Linked DNA regions of Mus musculus: region 1 is linked to region 2. A link is a contact called in public Hi-C data. All regions are on one chromosome and are shown on one strand. The core of a region is the stretch at or near the end of the contact, and the rest is flanking DNA. Distances in the headings are between cores, read along the strand shown.

Region 1 (3,499 bases), core at 37-2,536, 120 kb before region 2:
AGCTATCACAGTATTCGAATGTTAATGACAATTTCATGGTTGCTTCTCTGATGTGGTTATTAATCCTGGTTCTGTTGAGAAGCATGAATCCTGTGCAGATGCAGTGGGTAGAAATGGGATTGGGAGTTACACTTGAGGAGGTTTTTGAAGACCCCTTGAAGTAGTGTTAAGAAATACCAGGATATCATGAAAATAAATCTCTTTCCTTTGAAGCCTACATGTTCCACTTGAAGAGAGATGCACAAGACCTGTAGATGCTTAGTCCATCTGTTATTTTACATAGGAATCAGCCTGTTGGTTTACTGGGCACACGTTTACACTTCACACGGGAGGAGGGCTGTTTTCTGGTTGTGGTTGTTTGTAGGTTCTGTGTGTTTCCATTGAGCATGATGATGTCATAGCAGTATTGAGTCACAAGTAGGAGTCATCTTGTTTTCATTGTTTGAAAACTTCAAATAGAGGAATACAGCAGAATGCAGATTAGAAAGATGTTTTGTTTATCTTGACCTATATCTTTGTCTTTTGCATGAAGAAACTTGTAGTTTTTCTGTACAGCCAGAAGTTGAGAATGTTTTTAGTTTGCCATCCCTGCTGTCCTTTCAGACCTCCAGTGTTAACCATCAGAAGCAGATCATTCTCCTGCTGCTGTCAGCACTGACTGAGAAGAGGTTCAGTGCAGCTCTGAACAGCTGACTAGAAAAAAACCCTTGTCTAAGTTACCTTAACTTTGCTAATCTCTGATTCACCGAAATTACCAAAAACAAAAGTACCAAGACACAAACGGCAGCCACTCTTACACAGTAGCTCTTCCTTGTCATTGTGCCCACAGACCTTACATGACGACCAGCCCACTGTGACAGTGGTTGCTAGACTTAAAAACCCACCCGTATTCCAAGAAAAACACAAGTGATCAGTAGATGCACTATGGAGGACTTAGAAATGAGACTCTTTGGTGATAAATCTCATAAAGAATGTTTGTTATCAAATATCTGGACAATGAAATGCTGTCATTGCTCACCAAAAGCAAAAGATTAACTTTTTTTTTTAAGCAATGGAACTGGGTGTTGAATTTTATTAGAGTCACAAAAACATTGTTGTGAGTAAATGCTTTACAGAAAGCCTTTGGAAACCTGAGCCACGGGCTTTTGTTTATTGGAAAACAATAAAGGGAACAAACGGGTGATCACTTACTAAAATACATGATCAAATGTCTGGTCTGTGTCTCCTTTGAAAGTGGAGTTGCTCATGACTTGTTAGGAGTGTAGGGAGTGCTCTGATACATGTCAGCTTGGAGAAGGTAGGCAGAACAGAGCCGTGCCTCTGCTGTCTCAAGACAGGAGGGACACCATATGTCAGCACTGCTTGCCTACCCTAAAAGGAGGTAGGATTACAGATTCCCTGCGTGTGTGTGTGTGTGTGTGTGTGTGTGTGTGTGTGTGTGTGTGTGTGTGTGTGTATTTTCTAAAGTCTTTATAGCATCCAGGCTTGATGAAATGAAGTGACTGAGTCAGATGGTGTGAGGGCATTTCATGTAATCACTTGGGGGAATCTGAGGATTGAACCTAGTTATGCTCAGTCTCTCCCACCGAGCAAGCTGTGTCCCAGAACCTTGCTTCAAGAAATCAACAAACAAACAAAAGTCAGTTGACCACTGAGCTATTTAGGAATTGGCATTTACATTTTTTTCCTGATGACTAGTTTGCTGGTCATCCTTTCTCCCTGTTGTTATGATTCCTAGATTACTCTTCTGTTATACAAACATCATAATAAGTAGCTGGCTTTGCTGTGGAAGGCGAAGCATCCCCTTCATTCTTGCTCCTCAATGGTGGTCAGTGTTTATATTTTTAAAATTGTATCAGAGGGAGATGGACTACAGTGTCCCTGACAATATAGTTTCTTAAATTGGACACATTGACATAATCATTTTTAAATACTACTTCAACACCAGCATCTTGTGTTGCATGTAACTTTTCTTTTTTCTCTTTTTTTAAAAATCAGTTATTTTGTTTATTTGTATATCAAGTGTTATCCCCCTTCCCGGTTTTCCCTCCGAAAATCCCCCATTCCACTCCCCCCTCCCCCTGCCTCCATGAGGGTGCTCCCCCACCCACCTACCCACTCACTCCTGCCCCACCACCCTATCATTCTCCTAGGCTGGGGCATTGAGCCTTCACAGGACCAAGGGCTTCTCCTCCCACTGATGCCAGACAAGGCCATCCTGTGGTACATATGCAGCTGGAGCCATGGGTCCCTCCATGTGAACTCTTTGGTTGGTGGTTTAGTCCCTGGGAGCTTTAGGAGGGGGAGTCTGGTTGGTTGATATTGTTGTTCTTCCTTTGGGGTTGCAAACGCCTACACCGTCAGTCCTTTCTCCCTCCATTGGGGTCACCGTTCTCATTTTGATGGTTGGCTGCAAGCATCCACCTCTGTATCAGTAAGGCTCTGACAGCCTCTCAGGAGACAGCCATATCAGGCTTCTGTCAGCAAGGACTTCTTGGCATCAGCAACTGTCGGGATTTGGTGGCTGCATATGGAATGGATTCCCCAGGTGGGGCAGTCTCTGGATGGTGTTTCCTTCAGTCTCTGCTCCACTTTTTGTCCCCATATTTCCTTTAGACAGGAGCAATTCTGGGTTAAAATTTTGTGAAGGGATGGCCCCATCCCTCAACCTGGGGCTATGCCTAACCTCTGGATATGGTCTCTACAGGTTCTCTCTCCCCTTTGTTGGGTATTTCAGCTAATATCATCCCCGTTAGGTCCTGGGAGCCTGTTGCTTTTCTGGCATCTGGGACTTGCTGATGGCTACCCCAGTTCCGCATCCCCCATTGCTACACACCTCTTTTCAATTTCCTGACCCTCTGTACATCTTGCCCGTCTCCTCCCACATCTGATCCTGCCCCCCACCCCTTTGCATGTAACTTTTCATTACCCCACCTATGCTCCGGAACAGGCCACACTGCCAGGCCCTCCCAGTGCAACAATCATGTCAGGAAGATAATAATTCAGGGATGCATTTTTATAACCCTTATTATTATTATAACCCTTATTATTTATAACCCTTATTATTGTTTTAAAACAGGAAATAATTTTGTTTGGCCACTTAAAATGCCTAAAATACTCAGCAATGGTAATTCATATAGTATTTATAGCTAATGCAACTTCAGAATCATATGCTTTAAAAGAAAGAGTATATATATATATGTGTGTGTGTGTGTGTGTGTGTGTGTGTGTGTATTTACGTATATATGTGTATATATGTATACACCTCAAAATGTATGCTTTTTTATCTGCAGTTAATTGTTTTACAGTATTTGCAAAGTTGTTCAAACATTGCTAAAATATTTTTGACACTCCAGAATGAATTCTTTTTCCATTAGCAATTATTTTGGTCCTTTCAGCCTCTTTTAATCCATGGGTTTACTTGTTCGGAATAACTGGATTATATTGTGTATGTCCTTTGGGTCTGGCTTCGACATAGCAAGGTTTATGGTTCCTCATG
Region 2 (3,465 bases), core at 13-2,512:
TGTGAGCAGGACCCCTCACTTTGTTCAACTCTCTGTTCCAGAGGAAAGGTCTTTTTTTTTTAATTAGGTATTTTCTTCATTTACATTTCAAGTGCTATCCCAAAAGTCCCTCAGATCCCCCCCCCCCCCAACTCCCACTTCTTGGCCCTGGCGTTCCCCTGTACTGAGGCATATAAAGTTTGCAAGACCAAGGGGCCTCTCTTCCAGAGGAAAGGTTTTTATTTTATCTTCTGGAACTTGAGCCAGAAATACTGGTGAATTACATTCTTAAAGAATTAATAAACCGAGAGTGTATTTTCCTCTTACGATTTTAGTTTCTTTTAGCTGTGATTATAACTTAGTATTAAAGCTGATAAAATCCTGAATGGATGGTAGCCGCTGTGAAAACGTACTTCTTGGTTATTAAATAATTGTAATAACACGGAGTGAGTGCTTCTCTTCGTTTAAGTTCCTCACCTGGTGTTTATACCATGGTTGTTTTCTTCATGTCAAATTCTAAACCTTGTTTTATAGTGTAACCATAAAGAGCTTCAGAGGCAAGTCGTCTTAATATCTATTATGGTGTGTAAGGTGTAGCTCTTCTCCTAGCATGAAGGCTGTGGTGAGGGAGCAAGGATAAACTGTGCAAGCTCACACACTCTCCTGGCGCCTTCCATGTGAAGGGCAGATCTGGAACAGAGTGGCCACCATGAGTCAGCTGTCTCTTCAGGCTCTTGTCACCAAACAAACAGTCACTGACTTGCTTAATGACCTCGGCCCTCTTGGTCTGACTGCATTTTGTCTCTCTGCATTTCTTTCTACTCCTTGGCTTCCTTGGACATACTTTGGGAGAGGGACACAGTGGGCAACCCAGTAAACAAGTCAGGAGTGACCGGAAAACACAGTTCACAGACAGTACCAAATGAAACATCAAGTCCCAAGTACATTGTAAGGAAGAAGTCCAGGATAAATGCTGGAGATTCATTCCCATGTAAGTGTTCTCCTTGCAGATTCTTTTAAATGGGAAGGAACAGTTTGAGCAGGTTGGCAGCTTTTGGAAAGCCTTTGCTTTATCAGCTGGGAAGTGATTCTATTTTTTTAAATCACATTTTATTGTAACTCAGTTTCTGGTGCCTCCAAATGCAAAATTACGTGCTCAGCTGACCCTTTAATTAGCTCTCATTCTGTCTCACATGATTTATAGCCCGGTGGCGCACGTGTAAGAATGATATATGATTTAATGAACTAGAAAGGCAGAACAGAGTCCCAGCGATTGCTCAGTGCTTCCTTCTGGCTGGAGAATGGAGCGGCCAGGGCTAGGAAAGCCACAGCCCTGTCCACTGCTTCCCTATCCTCTCGAGAACAACAAGGCCCAGTTTTCTGTGGCTTATGAGTTTTTGCAAATCTACTTTTGTTAGCACAAACATGCATGCGCACACGCACACACACACACACACACACACACACACACACACACTGACATAGGCATCTTGAAATAACTGTTAAAAGGAGTGTGAGCAACACCATTGATACAGTGCTCGTAGTTTGCACCTTCATTTTATTGTTTGAAATACAAACATCAGAGATGAGGCAACACTCATCAGAGATGAGTTTAATCTTTGGGGTTTGGCTCTGGTTTACCACAGTTGGTCAGTTCGATGTTGGTGGAGCGTGTTAGGCAGTGACGGAGATGCTCATCCAATAGTGAGTGAGAAATAGGATCCTTCCTAGAGCAAAGATAACAAATGATAAATTACCTTCGAACTCCCTTGTTTTAAAAGTTGAACTCATGGTTTTCTTTGAGGCCTTTTCATAGATCCCATTTGATTTGTTAAGGCCACCTCTAGTCCTGCTTTCTTTCTCTCACCCCCCGCCACTGTCTCTGTGGCTAAATCCTTCAGCACGTGCATTTTCTATTCTTTCACTTATGCTTTTAAATTGGGCTATGAGATAGTAGGCTGCCATATGGCTTTTCGTTCTCCCTTCCACTGGGTTGGTCCTCCCTTTCCACCCCCTCATTGACCCCATAATCCTGTGCTCCTCCCTGTTCAAGCCTTTCTGACCCCAGCATTTTACCTCTCTGCTTTTCTTGACCTATAATCTACTGTATTTTTACGCCCCTTAGAGGCCCTTTTCTAGTCTTCTGGCTTCCACTTGTGATATAAATTAAACACAGAAATCAAAGATTCCAAGTGTGGGTCAGCACAGGAGGTAAAGCACACACATGGTCACGTCTGACTCCTGCCATCTGCCTGGTGAGTGTTATGATGAGCAGCCTCATGAATGTGGTCACATTAGATGTGAGAGGAGCCATTCAGTGTCGGTCTTACTGTGACCAGCTTATTTATTGTACTTCACATACAATATGTGCAAATATGTCACCTCCTCAGTGCCCGTCCACGTTGCTGTATGGGCAGAATTTCTAAGAATGAATAGAAAGAACCAACCCGACCAGTCATAAGGAATAGAAACAGGAAGTATGGGAGGTATCTGGTAAGAACAGAGAGAGCAGAGAGTGTGGGACCCTGGAGGCCACAGTGACGGAGTGCCAGCAACTGTCAAGAGTTGTTAAGAATTTTGCCAAGATTCCCAGTGCCACACAGGACCTGTGACTCATGAGCTTAGTTTCTGCTTTGTCATTATGTCTAGGGACTACCTACGTAATTCAGAACACAGAATTCTGACACCAAAGCAGGTAAAAGTGTCCTGTAGCCTCGAGGGTCCCCATCGTCCTCCTGCCCAAGCGTGGGTTTGAGACACTGAGAATGGATGGGAAAGTTCTGTGCACTCTTCTTGTGGGCTCACCAGTTGGCTGCAGGTCGGCTTTCCTGCTTTATACTGCTCTGTGTACGCACACATTCACATTCTGCGTTGTGTTGCTGTACCATTTCAAAGTCACTTGCAGACGTGACATCCTGCCCATAAATACCTCAGCATGTGACTGGTCATGGGTGGAATTCTTTAACCATACAGGGCTTTCCTTCCTTCCTCTGCTCTGCAGACAAATTTCTAATTTCCCAGATAATTCTAGTGATGTTATTTTAGCGGATGGATTGTCCTTTATCTTTGGTTTTCCCTAGCTTGGAGAAAGCCACTGCCCCCTTTTGTTCATAGGAGTTTGAAGATTTTTGAAGAGAATTGAACAAATAAACTCAGCTCTCTGAGAAGTCTCTTTACCATTGGTTGCCTCTGATGTTTGTATTGTGAGTAGATTTCACTGTAAGTACATTTGACAAGATTGCCCCGTAGATGATGTGTCTTTAACATATATAGTCAAGGGCTCACGAGGTTATCACATCTAGTGTTCTTTTTAAACTGTCTCTCTTGTTAAAGGCGCATCTGACTCACTTCTGGGTGGAAAGGGGTATCTTTTTCCCTTTGCAATCAATAAATAATCTGTGGAGACACCATGAGACTAAAGATCTTGTTTCCTGGTGCCTTCCACCTCTGCTGTTTAGCACCCACATGCACTCCTCTCTCCAGGGT

The links. A called contact is a pair of places that touch in the nucleus more often than the background predicts.
Region 1: a contact with region 2 is called in a Hi-C map of cerebellum, with 1.6 times the contacts expected there. The contact joins two enhancer-like sites. A contact is called at or near these places in 6 of 484 Hi-C or Micro-C datasets (the HL-1 cell line, cerebellar granule neurons, cerebellum and 2 more), 1 of 115 datasets of contacts at active chromatin or transcription factors (heart atrium) and 2 of 9 other capture datasets (adipose tissue and liver).

What each region holds. Positions count from the first base shown.
Region 1 is chr2:77,911,713-77,915,211 of GRCm38.p6, reverse strand. All of the region lies in intron 13 of Cwc22 (CWC22 spliceosome-associated protein), which reads left to right. Among named protein-coding and RNA genes, the nearest start is that of Cwc22, 33 kb to the left of the region's middle. Within about 2 kb of position 1,286, at least 15 of the 459 cell types and tissues checked have an H3K27ac peak or open chromatin away from gene starts, as enhancers often do. A contact at or near this core is called in cerebellum, where this site is marked.
Region 2 is chr2:77,788,273-77,791,737 of GRCm38.p6, reverse strand. All of the region lies in intron 1 of Zfp385b (zinc finger protein 385B), which reads left to right. Among named protein-coding and RNA genes, the nearest start is that of Gm35431, 25 kb to the right of the region's middle. Within about 2 kb of position 1,262, at least 5 of the 459 cell types and tissues checked have an H3K27ac peak or open chromatin away from gene starts, as enhancers often do. A contact at or near this core is called in cerebellum, where this site is marked.